Linked DNA regions of Sus scrofa: all the other regions are linked to region 1. A link is a contact called in public Hi-C, HiChIP or PLAC-seq and promoter capture Hi-C data. All regions are on one chromosome and are shown on one strand. The core of a region is the stretch at or near the end of the contact, and the rest is flanking DNA. Distances in the headings are between cores, read along the strand shown. Region 1 holds the start of E2F2 (transcription factor E2F2). Region 2 holds the start of KDM1A (lysine demethylase 1A). Region 3 holds the start of CNR2 (cannabinoid receptor 2). Region 4 holds the start of FUCA1 (fucosidase, alpha-L- 1, tissue).

What was found. Promoter capture Hi-C pulls out the DNA fragments that hold promoters and counts their contacts. A called contact is a pair of places that touch in the nucleus more often than the background predicts. HiChIP or PLAC-seq counts read pairs in DNA pulled down with a chosen protein or histone mark.
Region 2: a contact with region 1 is called in an H3K27ac HiChIP or PLAC-seq map of alveolar macrophages. The contact joins the promoter of KDM1A here to the promoter of E2F2 in region 1. A contact is called at or near these places in 1 of 5 promoter capture datasets (liver), 5 of 47 Hi-C or Micro-C datasets (embryonic fibroblasts, heart right ventricle, mesenteric adipose tissue and 2 more) and 1 of 2 datasets of contacts at active chromatin or transcription factors (alveolar macrophages).
Region 3: a Hi-C map of embryonic fibroblasts shows a contact between it and region 1, with 2.6 times the contacts expected there. The contact joins the promoter of CNR2 here to the promoter of E2F2 in region 1. A contact is called at or near these places in 1 of 47 Hi-C or Micro-C datasets (embryonic fibroblasts) and 1 of 2 datasets of contacts at active chromatin or transcription factors (alveolar macrophages).
Region 4: a contact with region 1 is called in a promoter capture Hi-C map of liver, with 2.2 times the contacts expected there. The contact joins the promoter of FUCA1 here to the promoter of E2F2 in region 1. A contact is called at or near these places in 1 of 5 promoter capture datasets (liver) and 1 of 2 datasets of contacts at active chromatin or transcription factors (alveolar macrophages).

Annotation. Positions count from the first base shown.
Region 1 is chr6:81,395,588-81,403,232 of Sscrofa11.1, forward strand. E2F2 (transcription factor E2F2) reads right to left here and starts at 3,275. Exons shown (of 7, transcript XM_021095527.1): 1 at 2,508-3,275. The coding sequence starts at 2,759. It overlaps LOC110261115 (a long non-coding RNA gene), which reads left to right and starts at 3,236. Exons shown (of 2, transcript XR_002344941.1): 1 at 3,236-3,504; 2 at 4,227-5,572.
Region 2 is chr6:80,899,533-80,907,177 of Sscrofa11.1, forward strand. KDM1A (lysine demethylase 1A) reads left to right here and starts at 3,964. Exons shown (of 22, transcript NM_001112687.1): 1 at 3,964-4,376. The coding sequence starts at 4,023.
Region 3 is chr6:81,688,528-81,696,172 of Sscrofa11.1, forward strand. It overlaps CNR2 (cannabinoid receptor 2), which reads right to left and starts at 4,023. Exons shown (of 2, transcript XM_021095532.1): 1 at 3,870-4,023.
Region 4 is chr6:81,653,035-81,660,679 of Sscrofa11.1, forward strand. It overlaps FUCA1 (fucosidase, alpha-L- 1, tissue), which reads right to left and starts at 2,959. Exons shown (of 8, transcript NM_001315628.1): 1 at 2,561-2,959. The coding sequence starts at 2,952. CNR2 (cannabinoid receptor 2) reads right to left here. Exons shown (of 2, transcript XM_021095532.1): 2 at 6,128-7,645. The coding sequence ends at 7,262.

The DNA of each region.
Region 1 (7,645 bases), core at 2,025-4,524:
GACTGGGACTCGAAGGAGGGGAAGTGACTTGCGCAAGGTCACACAGGGAGTGGAGCAGGTGTTGCCTAAGCCCCAAGTCCCAAGCTAGACAGTGGGAGCAGGAGCCAGTGTAAGTTGCTGAGAGCCTGGTTTCCAGATCCCGGCTCTGCCTGGTAGCCTGAGAGGGGCTTGCTGCCTCCCTCCTTAGGCCTTCATTTCCTCATCTGACCCGCATTGTAGGCTTTTCATTAAAATGTTCATTTTCTTTCCTGGCTCTCAGAGGAAATTTGGAAAATACAGACAAATTATGCAGAATTCTACCCTCGTCACAGGTTCCTGCAGGAAAGGCATAGAGTGAGGCCACGTGCCTGGCGCAGTAGGAACTTAACCAAGGAACATCCCACACTTTCTCCAGAGGTGGCGGAGAGAGCTCTGGAGACCTGGGTTCCCGCCTTCATTCTGCCATTGAACTTGGCTGCCATCCCTGGGCAGTGCCTAAGGTCCCTTTAAACAGCAGCTCCCCAACAAATCCTGCTCACCCTGCACTTTGCAGCCTGGCCACAAAGCAAGGGGCCACACCCAGGGTTGGGTCTGGAGCTATTCCAGGTCACACCCTGTTAAAATGAGTAAGCAGGGGGCCAAGGCCTGCCCAGGGGACTCAGGGGCACAGGGCAGCTGGGGACCAACAGGAGAGGGGGGTTCTAGGCCCCAAATGCCTTGAGGGTGGTCTGATGCAAAGAGATGCTACCATGTCTTGGTTGGAGCTTGGACAAGTGACTTCACGTCTATGCTCAGTTTCCTCATCTGTAAGATGCCTCTTGCCAGGCATCTTGGCCAAGATAACGAAAGCGAAGAGTGCCAAGCAGTGCCTGGCACATCAGAGGCATTCAATAAAAGAGAGTCATTCTTGCTGTGATCACTGAGCCTCTCAGGGAGGGAGGGACGGACAGATGCACTCGACTCCTCTGGGAGGGAAGCAGTTCAAAACCACAGCTGTTACTGAAACTCTGCCGGGTTGCCTGAAAGCAGCTGGCCAGAGGAGAGACTGGGCCCACCGCTGAGCCCCCTCCGTGGGGACACCCAGCTCCTACATCAGGCAGTACTGGGGAAAGTCAAGGCTGCGGGAAGAAACTAATGATCACTTGCCTTGTGGGTCATACATCTCTCTGTGTGACCTTGGACAGGTCCCATCCCCTCTGCAAGACTATTTCCCTCCCTGCACACTGATACCACCTACTTTATAGGTTTCAAAACTGTTTTAGGCTGTAAAATGCTGAATAAAATATAGGTGCAGAGTCCTTGTTACCCTTGGCTGTTTGACCTGTGAAATAGGAAAAGTCCTCCTGCTCCTTTCTCCTGGTTGGAAATAATGTTCAGGAAGGAGCCCTGAAAAGTTTTAAGCCTTGAGCATGGGCAAAGCAGGATTCAAGCAGCAGGGAGTGGGGGACTCTGCCCGTAGCCAGAGGTGGCTGGAGACCTATGCCTGCTGACTGACACAGGTCTGACCAGATGCCTCTAGGGCAGAGGGGTGGTCTTATCCCTGTACCTGAATTACTTCACCACTCACACAAAGCAAACCCACAAGAGCCCCATCTCCCCTCCTTGGAGCCTGCTTCCAAAACCCAGGACCTGGAGCTGGAAGAGACTCGAGGTGAGTTAGTCCCACAGCTACCCATGCAGACACACATTTTCAAGACAAGGAAATTGGGACTCAGATTGGGGCCAAGACTTGTCCAAGGACACACAGCGAATAAATGGCAATCAGGACGAGAAACCAGGCTCGCTAACTACCACCCCCACACCCTCAGGGCTCTTCCAACTCCATCCCCACCCTATGGTTGTTTCGATTCTCATGGGCTCCAGGAATTCCACTCCCACACAACACACCCTGTGTCTGGTGCCACCACACATTGGCCCCTCCCTGGCAACGGGCCTGGGGGCTTGAAGAAGGAACAGTCAATCTGAACAGGAACCCCAGAGGGCTGCCCCCAACTTGCACCTGCTACTGGCTGTCTGGAACAGAAGATTGAGCCTGGGGGAGGACCTAGGGCAAAAGTCAGGAAAGAGTTGGCTCAGTGCAAAATTTGGAATCTCAGCCCGACTGGACCTGAGAGACCTCCCCCTATTTTAAAGTCCCTTGTTACTGTCCCCAGGCTCAGCTCTGTGACTGGACAATAGCAGGTGCCCAGCACTGGTTTCTGGGCCAAACAATGAACACAAGAATGAATGACAGCAAATTGATCCCATGGTCTTCCCCAGGGTGCACTGAGGATAGTGTTGGGTCTCCACACTCTTGATCCAGTGCTCATTCCATTCCACTCCAAGAAATGAGGTTATTTCACCCCAAGTCTGAAAACGAAAGGCTCTTCTATTCAGATATTTAGGAAATGTGTTGTTCTGGAAGCTGAAAGCGCCCCTTCTCCCTCCCCAGATTCAACCTGCTTCACTCAGACTGGGTCCCTCCCGCCTTTCCCACACCCAGATAAGCAGAGAGGGAAGCGGTGGGTGAGGGGGGTCCCCAGCATTACCGGCAGCCGGCCAGCCGGCACGCATCGCACAGCTTGGCCCTCCGGTCCGTGGGGGGTGGCGTCGAGGCAGGTGCCCGGCGCTGCGGCGGGAGGCATAGTCTGCGGGTACAGCTGGGTGTAGTAGGTGGTGGTGGCCTGGCAGAGCTGGGGGCTGCTAAGGCCGGGCGGCCACAGCTCGGTGGGGCTCATCGCGGGCAGTCCAGTGGGGGGCGGCCCCGCGGCAGGAGCCAGGACCCGGGGCCCTCGCAGCATGGCGAGTGCAGCGCCCCCTCCCCAGCCGGGCCTGGCGCGCCCGCAGGCACCTGCGGGCTTCGGAGCCTAGGGTGGCTCACACGACCCGCGGCATGGCGCGGAGGCCGGGGGAAGCCGCCAATGGACGCCGGCGGGGCAAGGCCAGACCCTCCCCTCCTGGCCCGCCGCCGAGCCGGACAGCGCTTGGAGATCGCCGCTTGGAGATCGCTTGGTGGCGGCGGCGGCGGCGGCACAGCCAGGGGCTGTCCCGCCCCGAGGACGGCTGCGACCAGCGAGGGCCCTGAGCCCCCGAAGGCTTAGGCGCCTGGGATCCAGCCGGCTCCGGGAAGGGGTCTCTGGGGTACCCGCGGGCTCGGCAGAAACGCGATGCGCTGGGATCGGGGAGACAGACCGATTGCACCGACTCCCTCTCGCCTCGCTCTCGAGTCCCTGAACCTTTCTCTGCTTCTTTTTTTTCTTCTTCTTTTTTTTTTTAGCGCGAAACTGCGTGCCGCGAAATTCGGATCTCCCGCGGAAAATGCCGCGCTCTGATTGGTCGCTGACACAGGCAAAGGCTCCACCCCCCGGAAAGGACCCGACCCCTAGGCGGTGATTACAACAAGAGCCTGGGGCTTAAAGGGGCCGCTACACCTGCTGTTGCTCGGCGCCCGCCAGCGCTGGCTGAGGGAGAAACAGACTGAGAGGATGGTTCCCGCCCAGGGTAGAGGCAGCCGCAAGCTGAGGACTGGGTCCGAATTCCCTGGAGGTGAGGGAAAACACTTTGGCGTGGAGTCCTGACCAGAGCCCAGACCCAGCAAGCAGTACACTGCCCAGGACGCAGGCCTTTTGTTTGCGTATAGTTCAGATAACATATGTGTGTTTATATCCTTTTCCCCCCGCTAAAATGAAATGAAATGAAATGAGAGCCAAAATGAAACTGAAAGCCAGGAACCTGTACTCTTTCCTGGCAAGAGGGTGAAAGACGGAACCTAACATTTGTACCTCTTCAAAGGGGGCTACTGACATCTATTGAGCTCCCATAACCTGGCATATTGATTATGCTAAGCACCTGGCTAGATGATTTCGTTTTATTTCATTTAATTTAATCCAACAACCCTCAGAAGAGGAACAATGTTCTTCGTGGCAAAGATGGACAGTCTGAGAGGCTAGGTAACTTGCCCAAGGTCACACAGAGAGATCAGCGACTTGAGGTCTGGCAGTTCAACATGGGACAGGCCAGCTCCTGGGCCCTTATTTGTTCCAATAAAAGTCTCCTCCCTCACTCTCCCAAGCTGTGCCCGGCCCCTTGCAGGCTTGCTTGGGAGTTCAGACTGCAGGGCTCCAACCTGTTCACAGTGTATGCCCAGAGCCCATCACTCAGTAAATAATTGCACATCTCCAGGTTTCTCCTAAACAATCCTTTAGTCACAGGTCTTCCTTCCCTCATTGCTGATAATCCATTTACATTCCTCATCTCTCCAAATTTAGGGAGGCCAAGGCTCAGAGAAGAGACCTTGGCTAGTGAGTGGCAGAGGCTCCAGAAGTTGCTGCTAAATTCCATATCTGCTGATTCCTGCCTGGTGCTGTGTGATTTTTATACAAGTTTGAGCCTGGCATTCGAAGCACTCTGGAGTCAGTCTCCAGCTTACTACCTACCGGATCCTCAGATCTCCAGGATGAGGTGGTAATAATTCATGGGGATGAAGAACCCAGACTTTGTGGCAGACAGCCCTGGGTTCAATCCCAGGCACTGTCACTTCACTAGCTGTGTGACCCCAGGCAAGTTCTGTAAACTCTCTGAGCTCGGGTTTCCTTATCCCTAGTGACACTCACTTCATAAGATTGTGGGGGAATCTCATGAGATACCACATGTAAAGCTCTCAGCACCCAGCCTAGTTCCTTAGGCACTTAAGAAACAGCAGCTGTGGTTACATCTCTGGCCTTATCTCTAGTACACAGACCCCTTTACTCCAGTCTATGCATTTCACTGGACTTTCATGGCCCAGCCTATTTATTTACTTATTTATTTATTTTTGGCGCACCCACGGCATATTGAAGTTTCCTGGCAAGAGATCAAACCCGCGCCACAGTGCCAATGCAGGATCCTTAATTCACTGAGCCACGAGGGAGCTCCCAGTTAATTTTTTTGATATTACTTTTTTATTTTACTTTTTATTTTACTTTTTTGATATTACTTTTTTATTTTACTTTTTTGATATTACTATTTTATTTTATTCCTTAGCCATTAAAATCATTCAAGCATGTATTTTTCTACATAACTTATTGCGAGCTGATCAATGAATGTTAAATAAAATGTTAATTTTCATCATTTGCTTCAATGCATGTCTTCTTGACCAAGTCTTCATTTTTTATTCCATAATATTTTATGCCTCACCTTTCAGGCAATAAAGAATTTTTATTTTTTTTAAATAATTTTTTTTTTTTTGGTATTTTTAGGGCTGCACTTGTAGCATATGGAAGTTCCTAGGCTAGGGGTGGAATCGGAGCTGTAGCTACCAGCCTAGCCATAGCCAAAGCAAAGCCAGATCCCAACCACATTTGCAACATACATTGTTTGAGACCTACACCACAGCTTATGGCAATGCCGGATCCTCAACCCACCGAATGAGGCCGGGGATCGAACCCGCGTCCTCTTGGATACTAGTCAGGTTTGTTACCACTGAGCCACAATGGGAACTCCAATGAGGAAATTTTAAACACCACAGCTAAGAACCTGAACATTCATCTGCAAGTACCCATACGCTTCTTACATGCAGTTGTGCTCTTAGTGGTTTTCTTACAGCCATCTTTGATGATAAGTTTTGGGAAAACATTTGTCATGACAATCTTCATTCGCCTTCAACTTTATAGGCTCTTTTGCACCTTGAAGAGCCTGGTGACAGGCCCCTAGGCACTGCTGCCCCATCCATACGGCTGACGGGTGCCTTCTTTCCTCAGCAGCCACACTGGAAAAAGCTTCATGACCTAGTTTAAATGTCACTTCTCCAGGAAGCCTTCCCCGCCTGCCTCCCCTCTCATGGTCAGAGTGCCTCTTTCCCTCTTGGGACCTTTCCTGTGTTCTACCTCAACAAACGAAGCTTTGTTTTCATGTCATGTTTATCTGTTAGGTAAGTTCCATCAAGGGACCAGGTGGTATTTCTCCATGCCCCTCAGCATCCAGAGCCTGGCTTGGCATGCAGAAGATGGCTAACAAATATTGATTAAATGATTCACTCATCTTCCCAGCAAAAACTGGCAGAAATGAATAGATCTGAAGTCAGAGACTCAGCAGGCCCAGCTTCAAGCCCCACTCTCCACCCTTCCAGCTGAGCGCCCTTGGACAGGCTACTGCTCCACCTCTCAATGTCCCGTTTCCTCAATCATCAAATATTGATAATGCTTCTGCTTGGCTAATGTCACAGGACTTCAGGGATATTATTAAAATGATGTTGGTGGAGTTCCTGTCGTGGCTCGGAGGTAACAAACTCAACTAGTATCCATGGGGACTCAGTTCCATCCCTGGCCTTGCTCAGTGGTTAAGGGTCCAGCATTGCCATGAGCTGTGGTGTAGGCTGCAGCTGTGGCTCGAATCTCGTGTTGCTGTGGCTGTGGTGTAGGCTGGCAGCTGCAGCTCCAATTCAGCCCCTAGGCTGGGAACCTCCATATGCCCTGGTCCAGCCCTAAAAAAAAAAAAAAAAAAGATGGAGATGATGACCATTAATATTTCTGTAACCTACTATGTGCCAAGCTCCTCTGATCCTCATGACACCCTCTGAAACGGGCACTATTATTATCCCCATTTTACAGATGAGGGAACCTGGAAGGAATTGTGGCAGAGCAGGTTTGGGAAAGGAGCAGGGCCCCAGGGCCAGGAAGGGAAATGGGGGTGGCAGGGTGGGGCTGAGAGGAACGAAGGGAGCCAGCAAGGGGGCTGAGAGCCAGCTCTCTGTGGTTGAGTTTCGGGCAGCTGGGGCTGGCTTTAGAGTTTCACTGCCTGGGAACTGACTAATTCTTGTAAGAGGTGTGGGACACAGATCTGCAGTCTGTCACCCTGAATTTGAATTCCTGCCCCATTCCTTCCTTAGCGTCGTGCTCTTAGGTTGCTGGACCTCTCTGAGCCTCAACTTACTCATCTTTGAAATGGGAATGGCAAAAGTGACCTTTCCACTTACAATGAGGAGTCATTAAGGTGTTGGATAGGGAGTCCTCTGAGGAGTGCATAATAGGTATTTAATATATTTTCACTGATGGCGTTCCCTTCGTGGCTCAGTGGCTAACGAACCCAACTAGGATCCATGAGGATGCGGGTTTGATCCCTGGCCTCCCTCAGTGGGTTAAGGATCCGGAGTTGCCGTGGGCTGTGGTGTAGGTCACAGACATGGCTCCAATCTGGCATTTCTGTAGCTGTGGTGTAGGCAGGCAGCTGCCCCTTCAATTCGACCCCTAGCCTGGGAACTCTCATATGCTGTGGATGCAGCCATAAAAAGCAAAAATATATATATAAATATATTTTTCCACTGAGATTTGTGTGAGATGGACCAGAGAGGCCTCATATGGAACTGAACTAAAATAGTTGCCTTTTTTTTTTTTTTTTTTTTTTTTTTTTTGTCTTTTTGCCATTTCTCAAGCCGCTCCCACGGCATATGGAGGTTCTCAGGCTAGGGGTCGAATCGGAGTTGTAGCCACCAGCCTACACCAGAGCCACAGCAACGCGGGATCCGAGCCGTGTCTGCAAACTACACCACAGCTCATGGCAACGCCGGTTCCTTAACCCACCGAGCAAGGCCAGGGATAGAACACGAAACCTCATGGTTCCTAGTTGGATTCATTAACCACTGAACCACGATGGGAACTCCTGCAATTTTCTTTCTTTCTTTTTTGTCTTTTTTGTCTTTTTTTTTTTAGGG
Region 2 (7,645 bases), core at 2,714-5,213, 500 kb before region 1:
TGTTTGTACACACATGTTCAAAGTGGTATTTTCACAATGGCCAAAAGGTGGAGCAACCCAAAAATCCATCAACAGGTGAATGGATGAACGAAATGTTGTATATGCATACAGTGGGATTAGCCTTTAAAAGGAAGGAAACTCTGACATATTCTATAACATAGGTGAACTTTGAGGACATTATGCTAAGCAAAATAAGCAAAAGGACAAAAGCTATTTGATTCTGCTTATATGAGCTATCTAGTCTGGTCAGATTTATAGAGGTGGAAAGTAGAATGGTGGTTGGTAGGGGTTGGGGTAGAGGAGAATGCTAAGGTGTTTAATGAGGACGGAGTTTTACAAGATGCAAAGAGTTCTTGAGATTGCAGAATGCACTTAACTCTAGTGAACTGTACACTTAAAAATGGTTAAAATGGGAAGGTCCTGTGGTGGCACAGCAGAAACGAATCCAACCAGGAACCACGAGGTTATGAGTTTGATCCCTGGCCTCTCTCAGTGGGTTAAGGATCCGGCATTACCGTGAGCTATGGTATAGGTCACAGATGCAGCTCAGATATGTCTTTGCTGTGGCTGTGGTATAGGCCAGCAGCTGTAGCTCCGATTGGACCCCTAGCCTGGGAACCTCCATGTGCCCCTAAAAAGCAAAAAACAAACAAACAAACAAAAAAAACAAGGTTAAGATGGTAAATTTTATGCTATGTGTATATTACTACAATTTAAAAAAATTAATTTTAAATGAGTCAAATTTAAAAGTTTTAAATGAATTTATTATTTCTAGGGAAAATGGATAAGTTGCAAATGATTTTTTGCAAACAGATATAAGTAAATTCCATCTGGAGTTCCCCTTGTGGCTCAGCAGGTTAAGAACCCAACTGGTATCCATGAGGATGTGAGTTCTATCCCTGGCCTCTCTCAGGGGTTAAAAATCTGGCGTTGCCAGAAGCTGCTGCGTAGGCCACAGACACTCCTCAGATCTGGCATTGCTGTGGCTTTGGCATAGGCTGGCAGCTGTATCTCTTATTTGACCGCTAGCCTGGAAACTTCCATATGCCAAGGGTGCAGCCCTAAAAAAAAGAGAGACAAAAATAAATAAATAAATTCTGTCTCATAGAAAATATGTCAGAATTTACTGTTTTATGGCCTTGTAGGACTTTTTTTTCTTTTCTTTTTAGTGCTGCACCTGCGGCATATGGAAGTTCTCAGGCTAGGGGTCAAATCGGAGCTACAGCTGCCAGCCTACAGCCACAACCACAGCAATGCAGGATCCCAATCATGTCTGCAACCTACACCACAGCTCACAGCAACATGGGATCCTTAACTTACTGAGCAAGGCCAGGGATCAAACCTGCATCTTCATGGATCCTAGTCAGGTTCGTTACTGCTGAGCCATGAAGGAACTCCCCATTTTTTTTCTTATTCAACTTTGCAGTCTTAGTCCAGCATTCTGTGTTCCGTTGACCAGTGACTTTATATCAGTTTCTCCTATTTTCCCTTGAACCAGCTTTACCATCCTGCTGATTCCCTCAATAATGAGTAAAATAAATCTTTGACATATGCTCACTATTTTGTATGGGAGTTCTCTCTCTCTCTCTCTTTTTTTAAGGGTCGCATCTGGAAACCTAAAAGTTCCCAGGCTAGGGGTTGAATGGGAGGGGCAGCTGCCAGCCTACACCACAGCTCATGACAACATCAGAGCCTTAACCCACTGAGCCACAATGGGAACTCTAGGAGTTCTCTATGTTCAGATGTAAATTTTAATGACTATGCTATTCTAATATATTTAATTATATAAGGCCACTTGTTGGGCCTTTAGGAACCTGAGATAAACACATGGAAGTTAAATCTTTGTACACATAGTTAAATATTTCCCAAGAAAATTTTCCTCGAAAGTGGAATTGCTGGGTCAAAGGATACACATATTTTTAAAATCTCATTTAAATTGTAACAAATTACTAAATGTGCAAAACTGTTAGCTAGAACTACAGGGTTTAAACAAGCAAGCTTCCATCTCCTGCCTCACCCGCTTCTCACTTTGTACCACTCAGACAACCAATTCCAACTTTTCAGCGGTTTCTTCTGGTGCCTATCTTGTTATATCTAAATAGTATGCTTATACTGTTATTTATGAATTTCTGAATTTTTTTTTTTTTTTGGCTGCTCCCACAGTATATGGAAGTTCATGGGCCAGGAATGGAATCTGAGCCACAGCTGCTGCAACCTACCTCACAGCTGCAGCAAGGCCAGATCCTTAACCCACTGGGCCTTAGCAACCACCCAAGCCAATGCGGAGACCACTCTCATCCTTAAACCACTATACCACAGCAAGAACTCCCAAATTGCTCAATTTTGACACGCTCTATCTTCTTATGATGGTAGATGGGGATTTAGCTCTGATGTTGAACCCCCTCCATTCCCACATTGCCCCCTCTTCTGCAAACCCCTCTCACCCCTGTCTCCACACTCTCTTTTCTCCATTTTCTCAATATAATTCTATCCCTTTGGTTAAAACAATATTCATTCCATCTGTTATTGTAGACCCATCAGTGTAGTTCACAGCTGAGCCATATGTTGTATTGTGATTACACTTTTTGGCATAGCTTCTAGTTTTCTGAACTTGTCTCTTTTTCTGTTTGCTTAGTTTAAAAAATAATAATTCAAGGAGTTCCCACTGTGGTGCAAGGGAATCGGGGCATCTCTGCAGCACCAGGACACAGGTTGGACCCTTGACCCGGCACAGTGGGTTAAAGGATCCAGTGCTGCTGTAGCTGTGGCATAGGTTGAAACAGCTGCTGGGAACTGAGCCCTGATCCCTGGCCCAGGAACTCCATATGCCTAGGGTGGCTAAAATTAAAAAAATAATAATAATAATTCAACTTCATCGAAGTACAGTTGACATAAAATATACCTATTTTATGTGTATAGTTAAAATGAGTTTTGACTAATACACTCACACCCCAATCACGATAGGAAACATTTCAATCACTCTCAGCCTGTTCTCTCCAGCTCTTTTGAAGTCAACCTCCACCCTCATCCCAGGCAACCACTGATTGGAGTCTATCACTAGAGATTAATTTCACCAGTTCTCAAACTTCCATTGTTTGAAAATTACGCTTTGAAGACACAGACTTGTGAAAAAGCAATTACCGCTCCATGTCCCAGTGGGAATAAACTTGAACGCAGTCTGTTCCAAGTCAGTGAAGTATTCCTTGAGGAATTAAAAGAATAAACCACCACCACCATCAGCGACATTAGAAAGAATTAACCTGGAGTGGAAAGATGTCATGTTGTGGGGATGGGGAGCGTAGGAGTGGAAAAGGGTGCGAGTGAGGGAGTGTGAAGGAGGGAGAGGGTCCAGACAAAATGAAGAGCATAAACAAAGCTCTGGAAGCAAGGGCAATCCCTTCTGGACGCATATTGCGTTTCCTATTTTATTTTCCATTTTATTACCACGAAACTCAGTTGCTCTCCAAGATTCCCCCAGTTCAAGTAGGACAATTATGAATAGTAAATAAGATCTACCAGTTACATGTCAGTGTTTTCCCTCACTAAACTGTAAACTATTTGAAAGCCAGAACTTGTCAGTCAGTAAAGCTTAATAAATATTGGTTGAGTTGACAAGTAGGTGAATGAGAATGAATGAATGAATGAATGAATGAATGAGGGAGCACGCAAGTCCCTGGAGGAAATGGTCGCCCTCGGAGGTGCAATCCGGCCCAGAAACCCTAGGGTAGGGACGGTGTTGGGACCGATCCCAAAGGCTAAGGAGACGCTCTAGGAAAGCATCGCGCTGTTTGCCATGGCGCCGCTCTAGCCTGGAGGACGCCGCTCTATGGCAGCGGGGAGGGCGGGGCCGTGGGCGTCTCTGGCCTTATTGTCCCGGCGCGGCGGGAGCGCGCTCCGCGCGTGTGCGTTCACGGCGGCGGTTGGTAGCGCGCAGACTGTGTGAAGTGAGGCAAGGCGGCTTCGGACCCACGGACCGACAGACCGAGCGGCCCCTACGGCCGTCGGCGGCCAGGCGGCCCGAGATGTTGTCTGGGAAGAAAGCAGCAGCCGCCGCAGCGGCGGCGGCGGCGGCGGCAGCGGCCGGGTCGGAGGCCGGTGCCTCGGCAGCGGGCGGCGCGGAGAACGGCTCGGAGGTGACTGCGCCGCCCGCGGGCCTGTCCGGCCCCGCCGAGGCCGGGCCGGGGGCAGCTGGGGAGCGCACTCCCCGCAAGAAGGAGCCCCCGCGAGCCTCTCCCCCCGGGGGCCTGGCCGAGCCGCCGGGGTCCGCCGGGCCTCAAGCCGGGCCTACCGTCGTGCCTGGATCTGCGACCCCCATGGAAACGGGAATCGCAGAGACTCCGGAGGGGCGACGGACCAGCCGGCGCAAGCGGGCGAAGGTGAGGCGCGACCCCTCCCTTGAACCACAAATCCCAGTACCTAGCTTCCTCGAGCTTGTCCAGCCCCATAACCACTCACCCTCGCTTGCCGGGGTCTTGGGCCTTGAGCCCCACGCCCACCTCGACCTCCCCAGTCACGGATCTCCACCCACCCCCCCACTAGTCGGGTGGGTGGGGTGAGAGAGGGGAAGGTCTTTGCCAGCGGTGAATGCGTCTTTGTGCTGGGACCCGGCCGTCCAGGGAGAAAGGGGGATGGCGGGGAGAGCTGTTTTACTCGTTGCATCTCGTACACCTTTTCCTTTTCTTGGTTGGGAAAAAATGGCTCCCTGACGTGGAGTTGTGGTGGGCCTTGTTGAAGACGTATATCACTTGTTCACAGATGTATCTGGAAGCCGCTCGGCAGTATTTTTGTGTTTCAGCTGGGAGCGTGTTGGGGCTGTAGGATGATGCTAAAGAAATTGCCTTAGCCTTGAAGACAGAAAAAAAGGAAGTTTTTTGGTTTTTTTTTTCGAGCCCTTTCTGTATGCTGGAGAGTTTTCCTCTTTTTCTTTTTATCCTGTCAACGTTCTTTTGACGTAGATTTTTACAAAGGAGGAAGCTGATGAAGAGGGCAAATATCAATTAGTCAAGGTGTAGATATACAGGAAGAAAAAGATTTGTCACATGACGATATGTACAGGCGATAGCTTGCCTCACATCTCTGGGTGCCAGGTGCTGTGTTCAGAGCGTCACCAACATTGTATTTTGGCTAAACACCAATTGGCAGGTATTGCTAGCCCCACTTGAGGAATGAGTAAACTGAGGCACACAGTTTAAGCAACTTGCCCAGAGTCACAAAGCTGGGTAAGTGGTGGAACTGGAATGTAAGCCCTACACTTACAATGTGATAAGGTATCATCAGCCTCTGAAACAAAGGACCACATGGGACACCAGCAATAAGCAGAACACTGGGGCAGTACTAGGGCACAAACTTTAGACTTGGGCCTTTTCTGGCGATTTCATGGTACAGTTGGAAAAACTGGAAATGTATGTACATAGAACTTTTAAGTAAGTAAATATTTTAAGTTGTGTAATTTATGTAACACATAAATGTGTATGAGGAGCTTCTTGAGTATTGCCCAGACAGAGCCTTCAGGTTGAACTGCCCCTTTGAGAATACTCTGTGCTCAGTATGAAGGAGAGAAGTCTCTGAGGGGGCTTTTACTAAAACATGAGTTAGAAAGGCACAGAGGTTGGCAACTCCCAACTCTCAGAAATGAAGTAGAAGGCAGAAGCCCAACTGGTTTGTTTTTTGTTTTGTTTTGTTTTTGTCTTTTTTAGGGCCGAAACCACGTCATATGGAGGTTCCCGCGCTAGGGGTTAATCTGAGCCGTAGCTGCTGGCCTGCATCACAGCCACAGCAATACCAGATCTGAGCCAAGTCTGCAACCTACATCACAGCTCACGGCAATGCCAGATCCTTAACCCACTGAGCGAGGCCAGGGATCGAACCTCATGGATACTAGTTTCCACTGAGCCATGGTGGGAATTCCCCAAGTGCTTTTTGTTTGTTTTTCTTTTTATGGCCACACCTGGGGCATATAGAAATTCCAGGGCCAGGGATGAATCTTAGCTGCATCGGGAACCCACGCCACATCCACAGCAATACCTATGCTGCAAGCTTACTGCAAGGCTGGATCCTGAGCAAGGCCAGGGATCAAATCTGCATCCTCAAAGAGACAATGTCAGGTCCTTAACCGGCTGAGCCACAACGAGAACTCCCCTTAGGTGTTTTGGGTTTTTTTGGGTTTTTTTTGCTTTTTAAGGCCACACTGGAGGCATATGGAGGTTCCCAAGCTACGGGTTGAATCTGAGCTGCAGCTGCTGGCCTATACCATGCCACAGCAATGCAGGGTCCGAGCCATGTCTTCGATCTATCCCGTAGCTCTCAGCAATGCCAGATCCCCAACCCACTGTGCAGGGCCAGGGATCGAACCCAAGTTCTCATGGATACTAGTTGGATTCGTTGCTGCTGAGCCACAACGGGAACTCCTTGTAGACTTTTTAATGGTGGCCATTCTGACTGGTATAAGGTGGTACTTCATTGTAGTTTTGATTAGCATTTCTCTAATAATTAGTGATGATGAGCATCTTTTCATGTATCTCTTGGCTGTCTGTACATCTTCTTTGGAGAAATGTCTAAGTCTCCCACTCATTTTTCAACTAGGTTGTTTTTTTATTATTGAATTGTACGAGCTGTTTGTATATTTTAGAAATTAAGCCCTTGTCAGTCACAGAATTTTCTCCCAGTCCTTAGGTTGTCTTTTTGCCTTTTTTATGGTTTTCTTTGCTGTGCAAAAGCTTATAAGTTTGATTAGGTCCCATTTGTTTATTTTTGCTTTTATTTCTATTGCCTTGAGGAACTGACCTAAGAAAACATTGGTATGATATATGTCAGAAAATGTTTTGCCTGTGTTCCCTTCTAGGAGTTTCATGATGTCATGTCTTATAATTAAGTATAAGCCATTTCAAGTTTATTTTTATGTGTGTTGTGACTCTGTGTTTAACTTCATTGATTGACATTTAGCTGTCCAGCTTTCCCAATAGCACTTGCTGAAGAGACTTTCTTTTCCCCATTGTATATTCTTGCCTCCTTTGTTGAAGATTAATTGTCCGTAGATGTGTGGGCAGTGTAGATGGATCTTGCTTCAAGAGTTTAATGGCTTATGAAAGGGATATATCTATATTTCATGGCCTGAGCACTTATTCAGTTTGGGGGACTCTTAAAAAAAAGTATGTTGAAAAATAATAAAACTAGAGAACAATGAAAAAATTATGTATACATAAACGTGTGTATAATTATGTAAACAAGTAAATGTGTATGTAATTATGTAATCAAAACTTGATTCAGGGGAGCTCCCATCGTGGTGTAGTGGCTAACAAATCCGACTAGGAACCATGAGGTTGCGGGTTCGATACCTGGCCTTGCTCAGTGGGTTAAAGATCCGGTGTTGCCATGAGCTGTGGTGTAGGTTGCAGATGCGGCTTGGATCCCGCATTGCTGTGGCTCTGGCATAGGCCGGTGGCTACAGCTCCGATTAGACCCCTAGCCCGGGAATCTCCATATGCCGAGGGAGTGGCCCTAGAAAAGGCAAAAAAAAGAAAATTTGATTCAGAGTATTGGAAGGAGTCCATGCAACTGAAGGTCCCTGATGCTTAAGTTTCATTAGTTTTAGAATAAATTCACCTCTGAGTGTGTATGCTGACATTATGGCAAACTGTTTAAAGTT
Region 3 (7,645 bases), core at 2,773-5,272, 290 kb after region 1:
AGAGGACACCCAACCCATGTAGTCACTTCTGCCCAAGGTCTCATGATCATTCTCGCATTTGGATGGGATACCAACAGCTCTGCTTCCCATGCCTGATGACACTGGGGACGCTCCTCCCTACCTGTCCTACCCCATTGATCTGCCCTGGTCTGCCATTTTCTTTCCTTTGCGGTTTTCACTGCAGGGAGGTGGGGCAGGACACACCCAGGGTGCACGGTGGACCCTGTCTCTCTAGGAGCTGGTGGGAAGAGGGAATTGCGGTCTTACTGTTTTCTGACCTCTGCTGGAAGAGGGCTAACCCGGCTTTATACCTTCATGCTTATGAGATGCTTTCCACCTCTGTTCTCCTTTTGATTCTCACCACCATGTAGTGTGGTTCTGGATTCAGACAGACCTGGGTTTGAGGCTTGGCTTTGTCATGTGACCAGCTGCGCGAACGTGGGCAGTCTTTGGCCTCTGTGAACTTTAGTTTTATTTTTTTAAAATTTTTAATTTTTTGTCTTTTTTCCTTTTCTAGGGCCGCTCCCACGGCATGTGGAGGTTCCCAGGCTAGGGGTCGAATCGGAGCTGTAGCCAGCGGCCTACACCAGAGCCACAGCAACGCAGGATCCGAGCCGCATCTGCAACCTACACCACAGCTCACGGCAACGCCGGATCGTCAACCCACTGAGCAAGGGCAGGGACCGAACCCGTAACCTCATGGTTCCTAGTCAGATTTGTTAACCACTGCGCCACGACGGGAACTCCCTCTGTGAACTTTAGTTTCTCACCTCGCAAATGTGGGTAGTGACACATCTCCCTCATAGGCTGCTATGTGGATTGAATGAGGCGAGGCTGCCGTCCTAGCAGAGCTCTTGCCTGTGGTACGAGGATGCTCAGGAAGTGTTAAATTAAAAAAATAACAAGCACCCCTTTGAGACAATAGGTAATGCTACTATAGCTTCATTTTTATTTTATTTTATTTTTATTTTTTGTCTTTTTGCCTTTTCTAGGGCCGATCCTGCGGCATATGGAGGTTCCCAGGCTAGGGGTCTAATTGGAGCTGTAGCCACTGGCCTACGCCAGGGCCACAGCAACTTGGGATCTGAGTTGCATCTGCAACCTACACCGCAGCTCATGGCAACGCCAGATCCTTAACCCACTGAGCAAGGCCAGGGATTGAACCTGCAACCTCATGGTTCCTAGTTGGATTCTTTAACCATGGAGCCACGACGGGAACTCCTACTATAGCTTCATTTTTAGAACTAACGAGATTGAGGTTTACACAGGTGATGTGACTAAGCCAAGGTCTAATTGGTGAAGGAGACTTGGTCTTCCAGAGGATTCGGTGATGACAGCCCAAGCTTTGGAGCCCACAAAGCAGGACTCAACAAGGGCTCCACTCTTCCTTGGCCGCATGATCTTGAGGGAGTCCCTATTGCCTTTGAGACTTGTTTTTCCTTCTCCGTAAGGTAGGACAACCCATCTCCCTTTGAGGAGCTCCCTTGGGGTCTCCTGGCTCAAGGAGTTTTTGCAGGGGTGGGAGTAGAAACAAACTATTTGAAGGAGAGATGGCCCCACCCAAGGAAGGGACCAAAGGCCATTGGTCCCTTGAGGGTTGGGGACCTGGGCTGTGGCCTGAAAGTGCCTTGGGGAGATAGCAGGACCTCTGGGGGAAGTTGCTGGGTGGCGTACCCTGGAGGTTGAACCCAAGACACAGTGGATTCAAGTCTTGGCAAAGAATCTGAACTCTAGGCATGCCAGAGAAGTGCACAGAGCTGAACTTTATGGGATCAAACCCCTTTGGACAATGGGCATCCATCCTAGGAGGAGCCAGAGTGGCTTCTGTCATTTTGTGCTCCTACAAGACCCCAAGAGTTGATGTCTGGTGCTAGAAGGTGGGGGTTGGGTGAGGGAAACTCAGTACACGCTGAGATACAACTTCTGTCTTTTTTTTTTTTTTTTTTTTGTCTTTTTGTCCTTTTTAGGGCCACCCCCATGGCATATGGAGATTCTCAGGCTAGGGGTCTAATTGGAGCTGTTGCTGCAGGCCTACACCAGGGCCACAGCAATGCCAGATCCGAGCTGCATCTGTGACCCACACCACAGCTCACGGCAACACCGGATCCTTAATCCACTGAGTGAGGCCAGGGATCGAACCCGCAACCTCATGGTTCCTAGTTGGATTTGCTTCCACTATGCCATGATGGGAACTCCAGATTCAACTTCTGACCAGCCCAGTAGGATGAGGGCTCAGAGTCCTATTGAACATTCTTTAATAAAAATGAACAAAAGAATGTCTTGTACACATCCGAGAGCATGGGGTAAAATGAGAAGATGCAGTGAGATGAGGAGGGAAGAGAAGAGACTGGTGCTGGAGGGCTCTGCTCAGCTGAGCTGGGCTGCCATTTCCCCACCCTAAACTGGCGTTAACCAACCAAAAGGTAAAGGACCTGCTTCACTGGCTGAGGCCCATGCCATCTCCCGGGGCCTCCCCCAATTCCTCCCTAGCCCCTCCTCCAACTCAATCCTGGTCTTCATGCCTGGAAGATGTCTGCATGCCACCCATACTAGGGCAAAACAGCCTGTGGCCTTATCTATCCTCATCTCCAATCCAGAGCAAAGGCAGGTGGGGTGAAGAACAGAATCTCCTCTGCAGCCACTCCCAATGCAGGTACCCCCATCCCGGAGCCAGCGTCATCCAGTCAACCCTCCATGAGCCTGAGTGATGGTCTCGGGCCCAGGTTTTCTTGGAAGAGAAGTGGCGTGATTTGTCTAAGGCCCTAGGGTTACTAGAGGCAGCCCTGGGGTTCACACCCAGACACTGGCCCCAGTGCACATGTGTCAGCACTACTGTTCCCTGAGTGGAACCTCCAGGGAAGTGGACCCTGGTCTTCTGAGTCTAGCGTGGACTAGACCACATTACACTACCGAGATGCCCCAACTGGGCAATCCGTGTCTCTCTGTGCCTCAGTTTCCCCATCTGTAAAATGAAGGCCAGGACTCACCAGGTGATCTCTTCGAGCCCTAGTCTTTTGGGGTTCTTTCCTGGCCACCACCTGCTATTCAAGCCTGTACCTTGTAAGGCAGGATAGCCTTGTGGTCAAAGAGTAAGTAAGCTGTGGAGCCAGATGCCGAAGTGCAAGCCCAGCACCCTCACTTCATGCCCTTGTAACATCAGGTAAGTAGCTGAGGCCCCGTCTGCCGAGCGGGGAATGATAATAGCACCTACTGTAGACAGTTGTGAGGATTAAATAAATTTAATCATGAAAGGCCCTTAGAGTAGCACCTGGCACATGTGAGGCTGTCTGCGGGCTGTGAGCATCACCTTCTATCCTAACTTTGATAGACATGAAAGCCGAGGGCTGATTCTTGACCTGTCTGAAGGTAGGGATTGGACCAGCCCTGTGCCTTCCAGTGCTGGCCCTCAAAAACCTCAGGAGGCCTCACGGGACATCCATCTCCTGGCCCCTGGCAGGCCCACCCAGCTTCTCCCAACCCTGGAGGGAAGGGGTAAGTTAAGAACACAGGTTTTCTGCAATGAGGAAGGATCCCCAAATAAAACAGCAAGAGGGAGTTCCCGTCGTGGCGCAGTGGTTAACGAATCCGACTAGGAACCATGAGGTTGCGGGTTCGGTCCCTGCCCTTGCTCAGTGGGTTAACGATCTGGCGTTGCCGTGAGCTGTGGTGTAGGTTGCAGATGCAACTCAGATCCCAAGTTGCTGTGGCTGTGGCGTAGGCCAGTGGCTACAGCTCTAATTCGACCCCTAGCCTGGGAACCTCCATATGCCGCAGGAGCGGCCCAAGAAATAGCAACAACAACAACAAAAAGACAAAAAAAAAAAAAAAAAAATAAAAAAAAAAATAAAACAGCAAGAAAAACTACTCACCGTTGTTTGTGGCTGAGCTCCCTGACCCTGCTGGGTGTTGAGGAGTCCTGGCAGTTGTGTGGCTAAAGCCTGGCCCTAGGGCCCAGCCAGAGCTCCTGTTGGACTGCTGCCCCCAAACCAGCTGTCTCTTGCTTTTGCTTTCTCACAGATGAGTGAGTGTGGCCTTCCGTCCCTGTCACAACTTCCCCTCTGGGTCCCCAGTGCCACAACGTTCTTGCCCTTGGAGTTGAACTGTTTTTCATGGGGATCTCTGACCAGGGTATTGTCCTTGGAGCTGCGGGATTTGGGTTCTAATCCAGCCAGTTCTTATGACCTTAAGCAATTCACTTAACCTCCCTAAACCTTAATTTCTTCATCTGTAAAATGGGGATAAGGCACTAGCCTGGTACAGATCACCTAGAATGACATTCCATACGAATGCCTCTACCCCTCCAGATCAGAGCTTTGAACCAGATGCATTCAGGCACCAGGCAGATAACATAAATGGGTGAAGAGTGCCGGTGTGGGGCACCAGGGAGTGGTGCAGGCTGTGGGGAATGGGGAACACCCCTCTCAGCTCCAGGGAAGCCTAGCCCCTGGGGAGTGCAGGCCCAATTGCCAATGGTCAAAGCATTTGAAAGATGGGCCACATTTTCCGAGACTAGAAATCCTGACTTTTATGTAGTGGCTTCCAGTCTTAGAAGGTTGCCCACAAAGTCAAATCTTTAAAAATACTGTGTAGGGGAGTTCCCCTGGTGGCTCCGTGGGTTAAGAACCCGACTCGTATCCATGAGGATGTGGGTTTGATCCTTGGCCTCGCTCAGTGGGTTAATGATCTGGCATTGCATGAGTTATGGTGTAGGTCGCAGGTGCCGCTTGGATCTGGCGTTGCTGTGGCTGTGGTGTAGGCCAGCAGCTATAGCTCTGATTTGACCCCTAACGTGGGAACTTCCATATGCTGCAGATATGGCCCTAAAAAGACAAAAAAAAAAAAAAAAGAAAGAAAGAAAAGGACTGGGAATCTGGGAATCTGGGTTCCAGGGTGGTTCTGCCACTGCCTGGCTATGTGATAAGTTACTTCCTTTGGCCTCGATTTCCCTACTCCTAAAATGATAGGTGCTTCTGCAACGTCCAATGGATCTGAATCACCTGAAGGGCTTGTGAGAACAGATTGCTGGCCCACACCACCCCAAGTTTCTGACCAAAGTATTGTGGGGCGAGACCCGGGAATCTGAATTCTTAACAAGTTCCCAGGTGATTCTGTTGGTCCTTGGACACATATTCGGCAGCACTAGACAAGATGATGGTTAAGGGCCCTTTTTGCTCAGTTGGTCCAGAATCTCCAAGTCTCCTGGGTACCCTGGGTAGGGCTGATGGGACCCACACAGGAAGTCTGTTCTCCTTTTCCCCACGGGAGCTTAGTTGCACCTGCATGGGATGGTCAGGCGTCAGTTTTCTCAGTTCCTAGCGGACAGTCGGCTTCCCCAGTCCTTGTTCTGTGAGATGCTGCCATCTACTGGATGCATCTGCCCATGGTTGGGCCCAGAGCACCACCACACTTGGGGCCTGATTGAAGAATGAAACTTCCTGGGCGGTATCTCTCCCGTCAAGCCTCAAGGAGGCAGCTTCAGTAACATCTAGGCCCTCTGAACTGTTCAGATGACTCAGTTTCCAACATAGATGCTGGCGCCTGAATTAATTTGGGACAATGAGAACAAAATGCTCTGGCAAGCAATGTGAGATATTCTCATCAAACTGTTGCTATTTTCTGCTTTTAAAAACCTGACATACCATTATCTTAATTTACTAAATGCAGATATTGGTGGTGATATTTAAGTGGACATGTATTTGTGTATATTTACAAATTTTTACTCCAAGCATCCTTTTAGATGGCTGCATAAGGCAGGCTTAAAACATGGTGATTCACTTAACAAATTGGGCAAAAAGGAAAAGGAAACTGACAGTGATGTTGGTAAGCATTCAATGAGACAGAGAGTCTTGTGTACTTAGTGGGAGCAGAAGCCGAAAGTAAGGGGCCACAAGGTTCTCCAGCATGGTGCAGTGGTTTGGGCATAGTCTCTGGAATTGAGCTAGGCCTAGGTTTAAATTCTTGTTTGGGGAGGATCTCCAGTGTCTGGTCACTTTCTTTTTCTGACCTCAAATTTTTTTTTCTTTCTTTTTTGGCTGTGCCCGTCGCCTGTGGAAGTTCACGGGCCAGGGATCAAACTCGAGCCATGGCAGTGACCCGAGTTATAGCAGTGAAAACAGCAGATCCTTAACCCACTGAGCCACCAGGGAACTCCTCTGATAGCAATTTCTTCAACTAGGAATGAGGAACTTGGTCCCAGTCAATGTTTCTCAAATGCTAAGTTCATCAGAATCTCTAGGAAAGCTTATTAAGGTACAGAGATGTTGACTCAGTGGGCCTGAGCTGGGCCTGAGAGTCCGCATTTCCAACCGGCTCCCTTGTCACCTAGGCGACTAAGTGACCCTGGTCATGCACCTCCTCTGAGCCTTAGCTTCCTTACCTGAGGATCTTCAAAGGGTGAATGTAGGTATCAAGTGAGATAACGTGTATAAAGCTATTGTTGCTCTCCTGAGTCTTAAACATGTTCATAACATTTCAATCAGTAATGAACTTGCAGAAATCTATTTCATGAAATGAATCATATGACCGAAGAAGTTACAGTGGTATTATTTATGCTAGTAAGAACCAGCACCCACTCTAATGATTCAATAAGATAGGGATTATTTAATTGATTATGGTATATCCATATGCTGGAATTGGATGTGACTATTAAAAATTGGTTTAAATAATTGTAATGAATTCAAAAAAGTTTTGTAACACAGTAGTAAGAGAAAAAAACAAAACCTAAAAGTGTTTTTAAGTAGGCAAGGGACTTGGACATTGAAAGAAGACATCCAAACATTAAACAGGAAAAGCTGCTCAACCGGGACAGGGGTGGGCAGTGGGGATTTGGGTGGGAGGGAAGCTCTCTTTTCTCTATATTTGAGCCACTGGGGCCCTGGGGCCTTGTTTCAAGTTCTCGAAGATGCCCCACTTTCTCTAATCTCAGGGCCTTCAGTGCCATTCCCCAGAGTAGAAAAAATTCCCCTCTTAGTTCATCCTTCAGATGACAGTTGCAATGTCACTGCCTCCCCTGGAAAGCCCTCCCTGACTACCCAGGCAAGTTATAAGCACTTCTTACACTTAGGATTCTTGTCTTTCCCTTTGGGGATGACTGTGAACCCCACAACAGCATGATCCACCTTTCACATTCACTGCTGGATCCTCTGCAACTGGCCACTGTGCCTGGCCCATAAGTGCTCAATAAATAATTGTGAATGCTTTGCTCCTGGTGATGTTAGAGAGGCACCGGGCTAGAAAGTGTGTACAGAAAAGTTGTAAAGTGCTGACAGCGTTTTATCTTTCATTTCTTGGAGAAAGTAACCTACAGAATTCTCCTTTTTTTTTTTTTTTTTTTTTTTTTTTGTCTTTTTGCTATTTCTTGGGCCGCTCCCGCGGCATATGGAGGTTCCCAGGCTAGGGGTCGAATTGGAGCTGTAGCCACCGGCCTACGCCAGAGCCACAGCAACGCGGGATCTGAGCCGTGTCTGCAACCTACACCACAGCTCACGGCAATGCCAGATCCTTAACCCACTGAGCAAGGGCAGGGATCGAACCCGCAACCTCATGGTTCCTAGTTGGATTCGTTAACCACTGCGCCATGACGGGAACTCTAGAATTCTTATTCAGAATGTTTTCTGCTTGTTTTTCATATTTCCTGATGTGAGAG
Region 4 (7,645 bases), core at 1,709-4,208, 260 kb after region 1:
GACAAATACCATATGATATCACTTATATATGGAATCTAATATAGGGGACAAATGAACCTTTCCACAGAAAAGAAAATCATGGACAAGGAGAACAAATTTGTGGTGGCCAAGAGGGAGGGGAAGGGAGTGGGAGGGACTGGGAATTTGGGGTTAATAGATGCAAACTATTGCCTTTGGAATGGATAAGCAATGGGATCCTGCTATATAGCCCTGGGAACTATGTCTGATCACTTATGATGGAGCATGATAATGTGAGAAAAAAGAGTGTATACATGTATGTGTGACTGGGTCACCTTGCTGTGCAGCAGAAAATTGACACAACACTGTAAACCAGCTATAGTGGAAAAAAAAAAAGAATAAACAAATAAAACCAAAAAAACAAAAGCAAATATTACCTTGGCAGTAGAAAATTGACAGAACACTATAAATCAACTATAATGGATGGGAGGGGGAGGGAGTGGGAGGGATCGGCAGCTTGGGCATATCAGACACAACCTAGAATAGATTTACAAGGAGATCCCGCTGAATAGCATTGAGAACTATATCTAGATACTCATGTTGCAACAGAAGAAAGGGTGGGGGAAAAACTGTAATTGTAATGTATACATGTGAGGATAACCTGACCCCCTTGCTGTACAGTGGGAAAATAAAAAAAATAAAAAAAAAAAGAAATAGAAAAAAAAAATCAACTATAATGGAAAAAAAAATCATTATTAAGAAAAAAAAGAAATAACCAAATCACTCAACATTTCATTTGCTTTTATGGTAGAAACAGCTAGTGCCCACAGTGAAAATTTAATCACTGGCCAATGTGGGGAACTCAAGACTTTTAAGGGCTAGACAGTATTTCAGGCTCTGTAGGCCACGTTCCTCTCTGTGGCATAATCTTATTTTCTTCTCATCTCAAGAAACTTACAAAAACAGGCAGAGAAACAATCCCTCTGGCCACGATCGCAGACTCCTAGTGTGGTGGAAAGAACCTTTACCTTAGAGTCGTGGAATTTGGAGTCTAGGACATCTGTCCCCTTCCTCTGTCTGGGCTGGTCAGATCATCTTGTCTGTAAGGGGACATCTTGTCCTGGACAAAGGATGTCTCCCAGATTTTAACTTCTTCATTTAAAAATTATGGATTTCAGGGAGTTCCCGTTGTGGCTCAGCAGGTTAAGAACCTGACCAGTATCCATGAGGATGCAGGTTCAATCCCTGGCCTTACTCAGTGGGTTAAAGGATCCTGCATTAGCCTCAAACTGCAGTATAGGTCAAAGACGTGGCTCAGATCTGGTGTTGCTGTGGCTGTGGCCTAGGCCAGCAGCTGCAGCTCTGATTCCACCCTTAGCCTGGGAACTTCCATATGCCATGGGTACGGCCCTAAAAAAAAGAAAAAGAAAGAAAATTATGGATTTATAAGGCTCCCGGAAAACAGAGAACTCCTCCTTTGTTTATTCAAGCCTTATACTCCCATGCATTTAATTGCAAACACTAAATGTCAGTTGTAATTTCTCTTTAGTACAAGAGAACTTAAAGTCCAAGAAAAACTAAAACCCGGAAAACAGCTGAGAAGACAAGGTAAGGGTGGAAGACTGCCCTAAGCCAGGAGCCAGGGGACCTCCCTGCCTCCATTCTTACCCTCCTGCAACCCACTTCCCTCCCAGAAGCCAAACATCTTTGACGCTAAAAACTGCAACATCCCACCCTCAAGGATGACTCCTCCAGGACTGGCCCTAGTCTTCCATGGCCTCATAAGGCCTTGCCTCTTTTCCCCTTCCCAGGGCTCTACACTTTCTGTTCTCAGAACCATTCACAGGCAAGTTGTGACAGTTCTCAAAACAACCCAAACATTTCTTGAGCACTCTCTATGCTCAAGAAGCATGGAGAAGCATGGAGAAAAGCAGATGAACGAGAATCTGTATGCCCAAACACACTGCACACCAGAAGTCCCTTCCCTCCCCTTCCCTCTGGGCGATACTAAAGCTGCAAGGAAGAACACAATTCCTTTCTAAAACCACGGAAGGGGGCTCTAGGGAGGTAAAATGCCTTGTTCAAGTTTGCAGTTGAACTTGGATCAGACTCCTGATTGGCTTAAAATCCTGATTGTCTTGTTGACCTGGAAGGGACATTAGGTATCACCTAGCTCAATCCTCTCAATCAATATACAGGTGTAGACGCTGAGGGCTTTCCAGCCCACCACCTCCCTGAAACCTTTATTTCCTTCTAAAGCTCAACCAGACGTACCTTCTCCTTAGGGTCAGGAGTGCCACATTCAATTCTGCATCCTTCAGGAGGCAAAACACAGAACCGGGGCGGGGGGGGGGGGAGTGTTGAAGTCAGAGGGACAGCTGTATGACCCCGACCGCTGTGTGACCTGGTAAGTCAGCAAGTCGTCTTGCCTCCCCCTCCATGGTTTTCACCTACCTAATCGTCTCGCCTTCCCCTCCACGGTTCTCACCTACCTAATCGTCTCGCCTTCCCCTCCACGGTTCTCACCTATCTACGCCCTCTCCCGGCTCTCTTCCCGGACGCCGGGAAGCGGCGTCCCGCCCGTCCCTGAAGCTGCACTCACTTGGCCCCGGAGGCCTCGAACAGATCGGCCCAGCTGTCAGGATGGAAGAAGTGCGCTGTAAACTGTGGCCCGAAGTCAGCGTAGGAAAAGTCGGGCGGGTAGTTCTCCTTCATGAAATTCTGGTAGGCTGGCAGCTTCTCGGCCTCCCAGTGCCACCAGAACCACTCGCTGCCCCAGGCCGGCACGGAGAACACGCCCCAGTGTATGAAGACTCCAAACTTGGCCTCATCGAACCAGGCCGGCAGAGGCCGGGAGTCCAGACTCGGCCAGTCCGGGGTGTAGCGACGCGAAGAGCCGGTGCAGCGCGAAGACCCAGTGCAGTCGCGAGCCCTCACCAATTCAAGAAGCAGCAGTAGCAGTAGCACCTGGGCACTCACCGCCCGCATTTTCATCCGGGGTCGTGGTACCGCCGCCTTTACGCCCCACCGCCCCCTCTTAAAGCGCAGGTGCGGGGCGCGGGTCCCCGCCCACCCTAACTAATGATTGGCTCGGAAGGAAAAAGGGGTGGGGCAACTCGGGCTGCTTGGCTACCGAGTCTCCTTCGCCTCCGGGTGGGCGGTCCCTGCCACTGCCCTTGTGATCACAGCGAGAAAGACTCTAGGAGGCGTAGGCAGTGCTGTGCTGACAGTGGATTTGCTGACAGTGGATTGAAAACTTGGAAAGGGACTTCACTGCAGGGCGAACTCGTGGGGGTGTGGAGCTCCCGGTGTGTGTGGTCCATTTTGCCGTTGGAAGCTATAGGAGACTTTTTGAGCTGTGATGTAGGAGAGCAGCCAGGGGCCAGGAATAGCAGGCGGAAGGGCATTGTAACTTCCCCGGAGTAGAAGGATTATGGAAGGAAGCATTAAAAGGCAAGAGATGAGAGGAAAGTGGGCTCTGAAAGAGGAAGAACAGGTGTGACCATTTTGCCTACCTAATATTTTTTGAACTTGTTTTGAGAATTCTGAGGCAATTCAAAGAATTTAACAGCTAGTTGGAAAAACGAGAGTCATGGACAGGCCACCAAGAAGGAATAATTTTTAGAGTAATAGGGTGAGGAAATTGAGAGTCTCAGGCCCAAGGAATACCTGCGTGAACCTTGTCTGGCAGGGAAATCACCAAATTCCTCTACAATTTGTACATTCTACGTGTGAGGCCGTAAGGTGTGGGAAAGTCTAGTGACCCCATGTGGCACAGCTGGTCCCTGCACATCAGTGGGAGATCTGCTGCAGGTCAGAGTTGGAAGGGACTTTGGAAATCCTTGACGCTATCCCCCTTCCTTACTCTTCCCATTTTATGGAAGAGACAGACCCGGAGAGAGGATCAGGGTTTTCCAAAACCACGCAGTTAGTTTGGGTCAGAGGTGGAAGGAGAACCTGAGCCTCCACGTGCGGAATCTGTCTCTCAAACATTGCTTCTCCTGGGGTGCAAGAGAAGGTGTCAAAACTGTGTTGACAGAGCAAGCACTTCCTCATTCTAGCAGTGATAAGGAAACTCAATGGCTGTTGTTGAACGAACAGCCATTTTCTTTATCTTCTGTTTCTTCCTCTGCAAGATTGTGTTGAAATATTATCCAAAACAGCAAGCCCAGACACTTAAAAAAAAAAAAAAAAGGAGAGAGAGAGAGAAAAACCCTTAGTACACATCTTCTAGTGATCAAGTTGAGTAATGGTCTTTGATGTTATAACTCATTCTAAGGGAGATAAAATGAAGGACACCATGACCTTCGTTTCCCCTTCATCTCATAACCAAAACATAAATCTGCAGGGGAAGGTGAGAGGCATTGCAACATAGTGGAAAAACTGCAAGTTGGGAAACCTAGGTTTCTTGCACCAGACATCACCTTGTTGGGTCTCTTTGGGCAAATCTTGCCCACTGTCTGGGCCCATTTCCTTTTATTTTTTAGGGCTGCACCTGAGGGATACGGAGGTTCCCAGGCTAGGAGTAGAATTGGAGCTGTAGCTGCCAGCCTGTGCTACAGCAATGCCAGATCCAAACTGTGTTTGCAACCTACACCACAGCTTACAGCAATGCCACATCCTTAACCCATGGTGCGAGGCCAGGGATCAAACCTGTGACCTCATGGATGCTAGTCAGATTCGTTTCTGCTGAGCCATGACTGGAACTCCTTTTTTTGCCTTTTTAGGGCCGAATCTGCCGCATGTGGAAGTTCCCAGACTAGGGGTTGTATCGGAGCTGCAGCTGCCAGCCTATGCCACAGCCATAGTAATTTGGGATCCAAGCCTGCGACCTACACTGCAGATTGGGCCATGGGGCAGTGCCCGATCCTTAACCCACTGAGCAGGGCAGGGATCGACTCTACATCCTCATGGATACTAGTTGGGTTTATTACAGATGAGCCACAACGGAAACTCCCAAAGTTGCAGCAATCTGATGTTACAAAAGTCTAGTATTATTATTAGACTTAGTAAGTCTTATTATTACTTATACTTTATATATATTTATCACTATTAGACTTTTAAAGTCATTATTATTTATAGACTGACTTCTTATTGCTATCCTAATCAAGCAGGCTTTGACTGAAATAGGCCAAGAGGTTAGTGGTAAAGATGGCAGGCGTGGAAGTTCCTGCTGTGGTGTGGTGGGTTAATGATCCGGCTTGTCTCTGTGGAGATGCCAGTTTGATCCCTGGCCCAGCTCAATGGGTTAAGGATCCAGTATTGTTGTAACTGTGGTGTAGGTCACAGCTCTGGCTCAGAGTTGATTCCTGGCCCAGGAACTTCCATATGCCACGGGTGTGGCCAAAAAAGAAAAAACCAAAAAGTGGGCAGGCTTTGAAGTCAAACAAAACTGGGCTGAAAACCCCAGCTCTGGGTACATATTAGTAGTGTGACTATAAGCAATTTGCCTTTTAGAGGTTTCCTCATCTGTAAAACGAGGATACCAAACTTTCATCCTCAGGTTATTGTGAAGACCGAGAGTCCTCATTTATTTTTTTATTTTATTTTATTTTATTTTTTGTCTTTTTGCTATTTCTTGGGCCGCTCCCTCGGCATATGGAGGTTCCCAGGCTAGGGGTCGAATTAGAGCTGTAGCCACTGGCCTATGCCAGAGCCACAGCAACACGGGATCCAAGCCGTGTCTGCAACCTACACCACAGCTCATGGCAACGCCGGATCGTTAACCCACTGAGCAAGTGGCAGGGACCGAACCCGCAACCTCATGGTTCCTAGTCGGATTCGTTAACCACTGCGCCATGACGGGAACTCCGAGAGTCCTCATTTAAAAGCACTTAATCCAGTGCCTGACACATAGTAAAATCTCAAAAAAAAGAGTTGACTCTTAAGACCAGAGCACATAGTAGGTCCACCTCACCTAAAGCTGCCTTGATTAATGTCTTTCCTACAACCCTGATGATTTCCTTCATTGTACTGCCAGTAATTAACTTCTTTATTTATTGGCTCTCTTCCCACGAGAATGTAGAATGTGAGCCCCATTAGACAGGGGCAGAGTCTCATTTACGGCTGGACATCCAGGACCAAGCACAGAGCCTGGCATGTATTTGTGAGATGGAGGGATGAATGAATGGTGGACACCTTGTCTTGTAAGTATTAAATGAAGACACAGTTAATCCATATCTTTCTTTTTATTCCATCCATAGTCCCAAATAATTGCATTAGAATTGCTCTGCAATCCTCTTCGTCGTTAACAATTTCTTTTGCCTACTGCTCTAAGCCCTTCTGAGATCATCAAAAGTATGGGGCTGAATTCTTGCTGGAGATGATGGATTGTGGGACATCAGCCTTATCCCTGGCACGTAGTAAGGAGGGAGGAATTTTCCCCCTCCTCCCACTTGCTCTGTTTATTATTCATTACAGGGTATAGAGGGTGAAGGCGACAAAGGGGCTGGGGAAAGGCGACATGGCTGGGGAAAATCTGGGGATTTATAAAGTCTTTGTGAATGTCTTCTTTTTTCTTGGATTTGGTTTTGACTGGGACTCTGCCTGCTTCCAATGCCACCACTAAACAGGACTTTACAAGGTCAGTCAAATTCTCTGAAGATTCTGTGTCTCAAGTGATCCCAGCCTCCTCTGTATTCCCCAGGTACCTAAGAGGACACAGTGGTTGTGAGGGGGGATTATCAGGGTGTTAGAAAGGGCCATTGCTGTAATAATAAGATGCCCTGACCGAGGGGCTTGTCCATCACCTCTGCAAGAGGTGGATCAACACCCTCGATCCTCACTGCATCAGAGTTCCTGGTCCTGTGTGGGAAAGGGTGACCTGAAGGTGGGGCCTTTCATAGATCCAGAACCAAGGTGGCCCCAACAATTAAGCAGAGAGGGCCAGCCGGCCATCCCATCTGATACTCTGAGATCCCAGGAGAATGGTCCAGTCTTCTTTTCGGATGTCCTCTGAATCCCTCACTGCTGAGCCTGAAGGCTCCACCTGGCTCCTTTGGCCTCACGAGAATGCAGTCACGAGCTGACTTCTGGGAGGGTTGTCCTGTCCTGCATTGAGCCTGTCCCAGGCTTCTTGCCTTCTGCCCACCTTGCTATCCCTCACAGGGCCTGGCCACCCAATAGACCGTGTGCAGATAGGTAAGGCCAGGCTACCCTCTAGGGGTCAGTACCGACACTCATCAGCGAAAGGGGGCGGAGGTACAGGTCTTCAGAGCTGGTGAGAGGGTCAAGGCCACTCTCTCTCCTCCAGGGAGTGAATGATTTCTGATGTGGCTTGTTTAAACCTGTGAAAGAGGCCTCATCAGGAATCAGAGCAGTATAGCTCTCTGGAAGCTGGTCCCTGGGTGATTTTCCCGTCTGCCTCTGTCTCAGTGATTGAGGACCTCGGGAACTCTTCTTTTCCATCAGGCCCAAGGCAGCTCAGGTGCTTCTTCCAGCGGGCCAGGCGGTGGTGGGCGGAGGAGCGGATCTCCCCACTCCGCAGGGCGTAGATGATGGGGTTGACCATGGAGTTGACAAGGCAGAGCAAGGAGCAGAAGGCAAAGACCTTCCTGACTTGCTCACTTAGAGGGGAGGCCAGGCTATAAACCATGAGGGTCAGTGCCGGGAGCCAGCAGATGAAGAGCACAGCCAGCAGCACCCCCAGGGTCTTGGCCAGCCACACATCCAGCCTCATCCGGGCCAT